Regions from separate parts of the Mus musculus genome. Here region 2 is linked to region 1. The links are chromatin contacts, called in public Hi-C maps. All regions are on one chromosome and are shown on one strand. The core of a region is the stretch at or near the end of the contact, and the rest is flanking DNA. Distances in the headings are between cores, read along the strand shown.

Region 1 (6,137 bases), core at 3,277-5,776:
TTTGATGCATTTTTTTTTAAAGTGTGATTTGTCAGCATTTTAGGATACAGGCACAAGAGGCTCAGCTCTCCACCACTTCCCCCAGGTGAGGCATATCTCCCTCAACTAAGGCCACACGGGGCTCTAAAGCTGAAAAGCACTTCAGGACTAGCCAGTTTATGAAGCAGAGGTGGAGATTTTATTCCACAGTTACTTTCTGTTGCTGTGCTACAATATCACTGTATAGTTACTTCCTGTCACTGTGATACAACGTCATTGCATACTTACTTTCTGTTGCTGTGATACAATATCACTATATACTTAGTGTTGCTGTGATACAATGTCACTATATACTTAGTGTTGCTGTGTGATACAATGTCACTGTATAGTTACTTCCTGTCACTGTGATACAACGTCATTGCATACTTACTTTCTGTTGCTGTGATACAATATCACTATATACTTAGTGTTGCTGTGATACAATGTCACTGTATAGTTACTTCCTGTCACTGTGATACAACATCATTACATACTTTCTGTTGCTGTGATACAATATCACTATATACTTAGTGTTGCTGTGTGATACAATGTCACTGTATAGTTACTTCCTGTCACTGTGATACAACATCATTATATACTTGTTTTCTGTTGCTGTGCTACATGACTGTGCACTTACTTTCTGTTGCTGTGATACAACATTACTGTCAAAGCAACTTATAGAAGAGTTTATTGCAGCTTGGCTTCCAGGGGGATGAGAGTCCATCATGGTGGGAAGGCGTGGCTGAGGAGCAAGAATCTGAGATCATGTCTTCATTTTTTGAAAGATTTTTTTTAATGTGTATAGTTGTTTTGCCTGCATGCATGTATATGTGTTGTGTGCCCAGGTAAGTCAGAACTGGAGTTTCTGGTGCTTGTGAGCCACACCATGTGGATGGTGGGAATTGAACTTAGGTCCTCTGCAAGAGCACCCAGTGCTCTTAACCACAGAGCCAGCTCCCCAGCCCCCTAAGAGATGACATCTTCAACCACATACACTAAACAGAGCTAACTGGAAGTGGAATAAGACTATAAACTCTCAAAGCCTGACCCCAGTGATATACTTCCTCCAGCAAGGCTCAACCTCCAAACGGTTCCATAACCTTCTCAAACAGTGTGACTGAGGAACAAGCATTCAAACACATAAGCTTCGAAGGTCATTCTCCCACATCTTTATTTAATATTTGTGTATGTTAATATGTTTGTGTTTATGTGTGTACAGTTGTCCATGTGCCACCGCATGTGTATAGAGGTCAAAGAACAACTCTGGGTGTCTACCCTTACCTTCTAGCTGGTTTAAGACAGGATCTCGTCACCACTTCATACACCCGGCCCACGAGCTTCCAGAGACTCTCGATTACAGACTGCATTCTGTGGGTCAAAACTCCAGCCTTCGTGCTTGCATGGCAGGTGATCTTCCCACTAAACCATCACTCCAGTCCATATTAAAGATGTTTTCATATAGGCTTAAGTTCAAGGGTTAGGAGGGAAAACACTCAGAAGGAAGACACATGGAAAAGCATGGCTGTGAGCCCCTCAGAGAGCTCAAAGGCTCACTGTCTTTCCAGTGTTCATACACAGGATTTGTGGTGGGGTTGAGGTTACCATCACAGGGGGTTTCCTACTCTTCCAGAGTTCCCAGTACCTGTGTTGGCTTCAACCATCTAACACTCCAGCCAGGAGAACCTGTCCTTCTGGCCTCTTCATGCAATTGCACAATGTAAAGATACACACACAATAATAAATCCTAAAAAGAACTCCTACACAATGAACAGCATTTGCTGTGAAGGCTGTTGATATGAAATTATTTTGTTCATATATAGTATTTTAGGTTAGTGGCCACACTTAAGGTCTGAATGTATGTTACTTTAGGTAGGTAGGGCCTCTTTCCTGTTCCCCAAAATTGCCTGAAATTTTTTTACACCTTTTAACTTTGATCATAGTAAAGATATCCTACATTCCTGAATGTTATTGATTATAAGCCTGCCATCTTGTATGTGTGTGCACATGTGGAAGCCAGAAAGGTCAACTTCTGGAATCTTCTCATAGCACTTTGCACAGTTTTTCGAGACAGGATCTCTCATTGAACCTCGGGTCAATGTTTTGTCTAGGCTGACGGGTCAGTGAGCCTCTCACCCCAGGACCTACCTGTCCTTGTTCCTCCAGTGCACCTGCCTTTTACATAGGCACTGGGGATTTGAACTCAGGTCCTCACACTTAGTGAGCACTTTAGCCACTCAGCCATTTATTTCCCCAGCTCTGGAAGGGATATTTAAAAAGATGTTGCTCACTAGTCGGCTTTGAACTTCACACTTACATCTTACTGCCAGGCACTCTCTAGAGTACATTTTGAAAGTTTTTATTTACTTATTTTAATTTTACTTAAAAATTGTTTATGGGCATTTTGCCCACATGTGTGTCTGTGGAGGCCAGAAAGGGCTATTGGATCCCCCTGGAACTGGAGTTAGTTATAAGCTACCACATGAGTGCTGAGAATGGAGCTGGTGTCCTCTGAAAGAAGAGTCAGAACTGTCCATTGTTGAGCCATCTCTCTAGTCCCACCTGTATCTTTTATATTTCTAAGTAATTATTTTCTCACTATATAACCCTGGCTAGCCTAGAACTTACTATTCAAACCAGGCTGGCCTCAAACTTATAGAAATTCACTGCCTCTGTTTTCTAAGTGCTAGATTAAAGGTGTTTGCTACCATGCCTGCCCTATGTTAGTTTTAAAAATGTTCTTATTACGTTTATCCACTGATGTGTTGGCGTGTTTGCATCCATGCGCATTCATGAGCTTGCTTTTGCCCCAGTCCACCTGCTGAGGTTAAAGGATAACTTGCAAGAGTGGATCCCTGGAATTAACTCAGGTCATCAGGTTTGACAACAGTGCCTTTCCCCCACTGACTCATTCACTAGTTCTTTGGGGGTTGTTTTAAGACAGAGTGTCACAGGGCTAGTCCAGGCTGACCTGGACTTACTGTATAGCTAAAGGTGACATTGAACTTCTGATCCTCCTGCCCTTACATCTGTGGAGTGTTTCAGTGAGTGTTAGTTAGCTATCATGTTTCATTTTGAAGAAACCATGACTTTAAAAAATATTTTCCTGTAGTCATTCCTCAGCAGGTAAGCATTGTAAGTAAGCATCAAATTAGCACATTCAGGGGTTGCACTGTATTAGAATTCTTGATTTTAAAAACTGCTTCAGTTAATCTGCTCACAAAAATCTGTTAAATCATTTTTGGCTTGGGATTAGGGCAGAATCTCTAATAATTTCTGAAATGTTCATAAACTTACTAATATTGTTTTGTACAAGGTATTTGTGAAACGGTGTTCTCAGCATTGACAATTATAAAATTTAAAACGTTGGGAAACTTTATGTTTTATATCCTTTGGTATCAAATATTTAGCTGATTTCTTTATATTAAGAGTGGCAGCCGGGCAGTGGTGTCGCATGCCTTTAATCCCAGCATTTGGGAGGCAGAGGCAGGCGTTTTTCTGAGTTCAAGACCAGTCTAGTCTACTGAGTGAGTTCCAGGACAGCCAGCGAAAAAACCAAAAATAAAATAATAAATTAATAGAGTGGCAAACACATCCATCTCATTAATATGCAAATTTGCTTTAATAGTTAATATAGGAAAGCTACAAATACATAGCAAAAATGCTTTTAAATAAATTTATTATCATTAAATATGTCTTGTATTCCTGTTATAGTTACATACCTGGAGTTGTGTAAAAGTTTGTGAAGAAATCAACAAATGGAGGTTTAAGTCCTGAATTAGGGGAAAGGTTAGGTACTCTTGGAAGTATACAAAAGCAATAAACTCGGAGGCTGGGAATGTGGCTCAGCTGGTCGAGTGCTTCTTTTAGCATGCACGAGGCCCTGAGTTCCAGCCCCCAGCACTTTATAAAACTTGGGACGGTAGTTTATTCCAGCACTTCAGGAGGTGGAAGCAGTCGGTGCAGAAACTGAAGGTCATTGGGCAATTCGCAGTTTTTGAGGCAAGTCTGTATTACAAGACGTCCTGTCTTAAAAGGGGGTGGGGTGGGCCAAAGAGGCGTGTCCCCCATCCCTTCTTTCTCTTTCTTCCACTATAAAGGACCCACGTCAGCAAAACAAGCCTGTCTTTGAAGCTTCCAGTCTGAGGAGAGGTTAGTTAGAACTGTGGCTGGGTTGGAAAACTGCAGTTGGCCAACCAGCCAATTACGTTAAGAGAAGCTCCGGGATGCCCGGGTAGTGCTGGGATGGTGGCTAACGTTTCGTGGCCAGCCGGAACCGAATCTCACACAAAGTCCCACAAAGACTCAGTAAATGAACCTCGCCATGCCGGGTTCTCCCTCTCCCCGGGAACGATGCCTGTTCTGGACACAGCTCAGACAGGCCCCGGTTGGCTTTCAGAAAGCGACCTCGGCTCACGCTGGCGAGCATCAGTGCGAGGAGCGAGCATCGCCGGAGCCCCGCCCACCCTGGGGTCCTCCGGGAGACCGCGCAAGCGCGGTTGGGCGGGACTCGGGGGCGGGGATTGAGGGGAGTGGGGTCCACGTCCAGCGGCGTAGACAAAGACGGGCGGGCGTACGCACGCTCTTACGTACGCCTGGGCCGGCGGCGGGCAGGGCAGGGCGGGAGCGGCAGTCACCGAGGACTGGAGCCGAGCCTCACGGCCGGTGAGTTGGATGGACCTGGTCCTACCGGACGCCCCCGGCCCCGGGCGGGACGCGGGGTCGGCAGCCGCGGGCCGGGGTCCCGCCGGTGGGGCAGCCGCTGCCGGGCGGTCCGAGCTCCTTCACGCCCGCTTGCCCCACTCCTGTCCTTCGCCAGCCCCGCTCCTCTCCTCCCGGGCTAGCCCCGCTGTCCTCTTGCCGCCTCATCTCCTCTCCAGTCGCCCGGCTCCTTGCCGCTCGGCTCCTTGGCTCAGCCAGCCCCGCTGTCCTCATCCGGCCCTTTCTTTCCCTTCCCTCCTCTCCTCGGCCGCCCCGCTCCTCTCTCCCCGACCGGTTTCTCTCCTCCTCAACCGACCACGCTCCTCTCCGCAGGCCGCTCGCCGCCTCGGCCTGGTGTGGCCCGGAGCTGAGGAACGTGGCTGAGAACCCGGCGTTAGATCACGTGGAAACGGGTTTCCCCCCCAGAATCCGTCCTTTATCCCGTGCTGTGCTCACACTGTCTTCTTTTTCGGGTCTGCCCCCTCTCCCCCTTCCCGCATTGGAGAGTCCCAGTGTCCAGGTTTGCCCCCGGATAGGGGCAGCCCTGCTTGATGCTACATGACTTTCCTGAGCCACTAACTAGAACTGCCACTATTCCAGCCTTCTTCACACCCCAGACTCCCTTTCGCCTTGGTTCCATGCCCTCAGTGGTAGTAGCATCCTACCTGGAAGTTTGACTTATTTATTCACTTTCCATCTTACTTGGATATTACATTGGTGACTCACAGGTTGTAGAATAATCTATGTGAAATTGTCAGGCTTCGCGGACGTTAAGTTCCATCCCATACCCATCTCTTGCGTATTACCGGTAGATAGCCTTTGAAGAACTTTGGTTTCGCTCGTTTTCCTTAATTTGAGCAGAACTTTTAAGAGTCTCTGCAGAGTTAGCGTGTCTTCGAGATTGTATCGCAACCCCGTAAAGACAGGCATAAAAATCACTGCGACCAAAGACTATGGTCAAAACTGTAATCCTGCCTGCTAAATTATCCTTCCTCTTTCTGAGAGTAATTTTTCAGACCTATAATTTGGAGAATTTCAAATATGCAAAACCAGGAACGTATGCTCATTATTATATATGCTCAGTGACATCTGGGGTTAATCATGCAATATCTGCATCTTCATTTATTTTACTTCTTCTGTCTCAGGAAGAAACAAAAATTTAGCACTGGAGCGCGCGCCGTGTGTGTGTGTGTGTGTGTGTGTGTGTGTGTGTGTGTGTGTTGGAGGTTTGTGGTTTATTTAATTTTACCAATGAGCTGTATATCTCCCGTCTCCATGTTTTTGATAGACAGTGAGCCTTTACAAGTCAAAAGTAGCTTAAGTTTCAAAATGAAGATTGTAGCATTGCATAAAATCGTAATATGTTTTTGTTGAAAGGTACCCTATTATTAAAAGTTCTTCCTTGAGCTGAGGTGCTGGCT
Region 2 (5,877 bases), core at 2,707-5,206, 180 kb after region 1:
AGTCCTGGGGTCAGGGGTCAGGGGTCAGGGGTCAGGGGCCTCTGTAGCATTTTCCTGCTGCTGAACCAGGTCACGTTTGTTTATAGCAATTTGTGGCACTTAGGGGATGCTTAATTTTATTATGATTCTCTCTCTCTCTCTCTCTCTCTCTCTCTCTCTCTCTCTCTCTCTGTGTGTGTGTGTGTGTGTGTGTGTGTGTGTGTGGTGTTTGTCTTCTTTATTAAAAGCAAAGTCTTTGGGGGCAGAGATTGCAAGATATTCATCACTACCCTGGGGCTTTAAACCTAATAGATGCCCAGGAACTGCTGCCGTAAGTGCATATATGCACTAAGGGATGAAAGATCTCTTCCAATAAACAATTGTTGAGAATTATAAAGGAAATGAGTTCTGTGGACATCACTAATTTCTGGTGAACCCACAGTAGCTGCCAGAACACATTGTTTCTCCCCTAATTGGACAGAAACCATCTGTTTAATAATCAATTTTTTCCAGGAATTTGGCCTCGTAAAACCTGATTTTTTAAAGAGGGAGGAATCTACCTTTCTCTTGTTGTGTTTTTACCAAATTCCCAAGAGTATCATTGTGACTGCATTTGCAGGGCCACCCAATGGCAGGGAGATGACATCACTTCTTGACATAGAACCTGTGCTCACTTGAAAATTGGGTACTCTTAGCTGATTGGGAACAAGGTAGACTTTCACAGTGCTTGAACTCCGCCCACAACCCTATGGGCTGGAGACCAAACTCCAGATAGAGACAAGCACTCTGTCACCAGGTCACACACCCAGCTCTATTAACCAAACTGTGGGAACCTCATATCCCTCCCAAAAGAAATGTCTTTGAGCGTGCATCATCAACAGATGCACATTTGCTTATTATTTACAAACCACACACAAGTATTATTGTGCCAATACGTTATGAGCACCACAAAACACATGGCAAAATGGGAAGTTTTCAAAGATGAGATATTTCAACCTAGAAAATACACATTCTGGTGTCTTCTTCTTCTTGAAGCCCTTTCCACAATCCACAGAGATGCACAGACCCCATGTTGGGGTACACAGGACTAGGGCTTACAGTAAGGTCGGCAAGCCAGTGTCCTGGAGGCCAGGAGGGCTCACAGGATGCCTAACTAGGCGGGCATCCTTCTAGGTACCTCACTAATGAGTGCTGTGGTCGCAAGGTTGAGATCCATAATTGGCGCTGATGTGCACAGCTGTGTCAGAGATGGCAGCAGAGAACAATTTGGCTGTGATCCCAAATGTCTCACAGGCTGATTGGGTGAACCGAGCTTTATCCAGAGCAAGTCGCTGAGTACCCCGGAGCTACCCTGACTCACTAGGAAGCAGGAAAGCTAACACAACACTCCAGACTGCTCTGAGGAACAGTTGAGGTAACATGGATGTGTTGTAACAGGAGCACTGGGCTTCTACCCAGGTGTCTTGTGTCTCACATAGAGCATGTGATCTTTTTGGAGGTGATACAAGAACTACAGACTACAAAGCCGTTCAGTTTTTGTAGTCTCACTACAAGTCTCCATACCGACACATGGGAGAACTTTCCCTCTACCCAATAGCCAAAGAAAAATATAGTTACTTCGAAATGCTAGAAGGGACAGTCTGGGGGGAGAGTTGTGGTTGGTCAAGATAAGGAAGAGAGTAAGAATTAACAAGCAACAGAAAAAAGATAGCACCCAAGCTTAGGAAAAAAGCAGACATACTTTACTCAGCTCTCCTGTCCTCTGCCTCTCCTCCATCTGAAGCAAACATTATACTGATGTCACTTTTAATGTAGTTGTTTGTATCTTTAGATGCATGATGTAAGTCAAGGCATGTATTAAAAAGGTAAAGAAGAACACGGTGCACTCAGCTCAAGACCGAAATATCACGAACATCAGTAAACCACCTTCTGCCTCTTCCCCAGCTCTCTCTCTCTCTCTCTCTCTCTCTCTCTCTCTCTCTCTCTCTCTCTCTCCCCATGTTCATCTGGGGCCACAGCACACATCTCTGTAGGACTCACATATGTGTCCCTAAGCAGTTCATGGGTTGCTTCTACTGTTTTCCCACTTGAGACAATATGTGGCTGCCATTATCCTTCACACAGTTGGCTTGTGACTTGCTCACACAGGCTTATAAAGTGCTTGGCAGGACGCCCGCACGATCATATGGAAAAAGAAGAATCTAAAACTCACGCACAATGTCTGGATCACAGTATCGACACTCACAACTCAACATACTCTCTTAGTCATTTTTTTCTTTATGTATGAATAATAAATAACTTTTGAAAATGGGAATTATGACACACATGAGATTTTTTTAATTTAATTTTTACTTCATGTGTACCAATGTTTTGCCTGCATGTGCATCTGTGCCTGGTGTCTGTGGAGGCCAGAAGAGGGCATCTGATACTCTGGAACAGGAGTTAGATGTGGTTGTGAGCCACTGTGTAGGTGCTGGGAATTGAACTCAGGACCTCTGGAAGAGCAGCCAGTGCTCTTAACCACTGAGCCATCTCTCCAGCCACTACACCTAAGAATTTGAATCTGTATTTGTTCAGGCCTCGTGTTGTATAAACGTGTGATCCTTTGGACACCTCTGTATTCACGTAAACTATATTGTTCTCAAACAGCTTTTCCCCTCTCGGCCTCCAGCCAGGTGTGTTCCTTTCTCATCTACCTGACAAAACCTACAGCCTCGTCTATATTAATTTTCTTCCTGTCAATAGGTTCAGTCTTTGCTACATGGATTGCGTAATTCACTGCTTGATCGACGCTCTTGTCTTTCTAATAATTCTGACCACTGTCTTGTTCCTGGCCACAGTGTCAGTCCTCAAGACCAACAACTATGTCTCACACGTAGCACGTGCTCAGTAAACATGTGAAGGTTTTCGGAGCGCTCCCTAAGGGCTTGGACTCTTCCCCCTTCTTTCTTGTTCTTTCTATGCATCAGTAAGAGCACCCCAGGCTCAGGAGAGGATTCGAGTCGATGCCTTAGAAAGGCTGGAGGCTCTCTGCCTGTAACTTCCTAATTCTGTTCTACCATCCCTTGGTGGTGCATGCGAGATCTTTGAGATGCACTGATGCAGGGCCGGAAGTATCCTGGGCCTTCCTGGGGCTTACTGACAGTGGGTCATCCTAGGATATGAATGATTCAGGCATCAAAGAAGCAATAATGAGATTTGAACCCTCCTTTGTATTCTATGTTCAAGGCTTTAAAATAAATACAGCAGCCTTTAAAAGAAAAATTAGGCTAGGTGGGATTATAAATTAACACATTTAATTTTCTATCACTAAAATGGCAAAAATGATTTTTCCAGACTCCATTTTATAATGTCCATTACTATTCTCAAACACAAGGTCACACACACACACACACACACACAGCTTTTGTGCAACTTGTCTATATTAATGATGTGCTAAGATCATTTCTGAGTTATTTACCAGTTCTATCTTACAGTTAAAGTGTGCCCGAGGGGAGAGGAAACAGGGCCTTGGGGCTTATCTTTCGATTTGCCATACCCTTACTACCCCTTCTTGGCCCCGCCCACTCCCGACAGCCCTTTCTCACCCAGACCTCACACTTACTCAGCTGTGTTGATTCTAACACACCATTCTCCCTCTCCGAGCTGCTTTCCCTCATTTGTTCTTGCACTGTGGCTTCCCACCAGCTGTGAAAATCCTGTCAGCACCAGCACCCGCTCTGTATGCCAGCGAGTGGAGAAAACTGCAGGTTCCTTCTATGGCACCAGCCTCTATCTCTTGCCAGATCCTTCGGCTTCAACAGCAGCCCAGGGGCATCCAACCACCAGGGAAACAGACATATCCTCCAGAAAGCCTTTCTGCCGGAGAAGCACGGTCACCACCAGAGGGAGTGCATCTGCTCTTCTGGCCTCAGAGTGAACTTGATCACTCTGTGGCTCTTCTGATGAGATGCTATAGGGATAAGCGGTACTGAAATGCTCTCCCTCACCAGGGACTGTCAGTTGGAGGAGTCTAGTTCCCAGTGCGAGGGCAAGCCTGGGAACAGCTCAAAGCAGGTCCCATTTCCCACAGTGCCTCATCTACTGCATCTTAGACAAGGAAACCAAGAAGACCCTCTCCGTGGAAGATCCAAAGGGACACCGGGGGACGCATCTTCAGATTGTGCATGAGTATGCGGGCAGAGGGAAGGACCCTGCAGGCTGGACCTTATCGTGTAGAACCCCTCCCTGCAGCTCCAGAGCGCCCCCTGGTGCCTTCTGGGCCACTGACTTCCCCCAGTCTCACTGGAATACGCCTTGTTTATTTTACAGCCCTCTGCTGTCTGGCATTTCCCCCTGCTATTTACACACCAGGGCCCTGTAAGGACACATGGTTGGTTTTTAGAAGCTTCCTCCTCAAAGCTTCAAAGGAAAACCTCAATTTTGGCATTTCCTAGAAAAAACGATTTAATGTTTCTTCTTGAGGCTCAGGCTGTTGGAACAAAACCAAAAGCTAGGGTCCCCGCAGCACTTGGCACCGCGCCTGTGCTCCTGGGAGCTAGAGGTGCCACTTGGTCCTTGCAGCACAGAGAAGGGATGTTACTGCCCCCATTTCACAGATGTGAAACTGAGGGTGCCTGGGGGTGGGGGTGGAGTGGGGCAGCTGCTGGCAGATCCAGGGAACACAAGCAGAGAGTGAAGTTGGGTCTGTCCCCAGAAGCTCTGCCTCCTGAGTCCCAGTCCCCAGCAGCAGGCTTGCTTTCTACTGTCCAAATCTCCTACGATGTGACAGTCACAGTTTTCTGGAGTACAGCACTCTTGTGATGCTCAGATTTTCTTTGATTCTCTGCATAAATTTACTATGAAATCTTGTGATTTAAGAGGCTACTCTCTCCTTACTGTTTTTTTCTCTCTTTTTTTTTTTAAAGAACTCTGTGTTGGCAGAGTGCTTCCTGGTTTTGTTTCTGATTTTTGCAGTGCTAGGGTTTAATCTGGGCATTTTGAATTCTAGAAAAGATCTCATCCACAGAGCCACAGCCCAACCTTAGAAAAGTTCGTATTTCATAAATGAAGGTCTCCTAGCAGAGTATAGGTATTCCTCAGATAACATCATCAGGAATGTCCAGAATGTTGCTCCTGCCTACAGTGAATACAAACAATTGTTTGTTCAATCTAGTTTGGGGCTAACAAGAATATAATTAAGGCACTTTCAGCTGGTCTGCCTCTCTGGGGAACATCCGGGTTCTCTATGTTCCTTTGGTAAGCTATTAGTCAGGATGGGATGGCCACTATATACTGCCCCAAGTTTCTAGATCAAATCTATAAGTCCTGACAGGCCCAGCCCTGCTTCTCTTTAGGACACACAAAGTTTTGCCAAATACACAGACTACTAGATATACATATAGTTCCCTCTGGGGTCATCTGCTCCCCAAGAGACTTGTTAAAGTGGGACACTATTCTTGAGCTAAATTATCAATCAAAAGTATTCTTCTTTCTGGTATGGCTGCTTTCCACAGATAATGAAATCCCATCAACTTCCTCTAAAGAAAACGTGACCTACATAAAAATGAATAGCAATTAATTCTCAGCTGCAATCTTCAGAGGCTGGAGCTGAGCTAGAGCCCAGAGTCCTAGGAGCCCACTCCATCTTGATTGGGAGGCTGTAGCAGGTAAAGGGACCTTGAGGGACAGGCCCCAAGTATGAAATGATAGCACGAAGGGAAAGGGGTCAGAGCCAAAGAAGAACAGGCAGAATCCAGCACCCAGAGCGCCAGAATATCAGTTCCAGGCCAGGCCTGCTACCAAGAACCCAGAAGAACTCTTTAGATCAATCACAGAAGAATGATTTTTGTAGATGGTGCTTTCTTACCAGGGTGCTAGAGGTAGAATGTATCACAGCCATGTCATCACCTTCAGAGA

Evidence for each region. A called contact is a pair of places that touch in the nucleus more often than the background predicts.
Region 2: a contact with region 1 is called in a Hi-C map of muscle stem cells, with 2.5 times the contacts expected there. The contact joins the enhancer-like site here to the promoter of Gpat4 in region 1. A contact is called at or near these places in 1 of 484 Hi-C or Micro-C datasets (muscle stem cells), 1 of 115 datasets of contacts at active chromatin or transcription factors (pancreatic cancer cells) and 3 of 9 other capture datasets (adipose tissue, liver and macrophages).

Annotation. Positions count from the first base shown.
Region 1 is chr8:23,206,842-23,212,978 of GRCm38.p6, reverse strand. It overlaps Gpat4 (glycerol-3-phosphate acyltransferase 4), which reads left to right and starts at 4,526. Exons shown (of 13, transcript NM_018743.4): 1 at 4,526-4,680.
Region 2 is chr8:23,026,435-23,032,311 of GRCm38.p6, reverse strand. All of the region lies in intron 1 of Ank1 (ankyrin 1, erythroid), which reads right to left. Among named protein-coding and RNA genes, the nearest start is that of Gm51563, 7.7 kb to the left of the region's middle. Within about 2 kb of position 3,956, at least 125 of the 459 cell types and tissues checked have an H3K27ac peak or open chromatin away from gene starts, as enhancers often do. A contact at or near this core is called in muscle stem cells and pancreatic cancer cells, where this site is marked.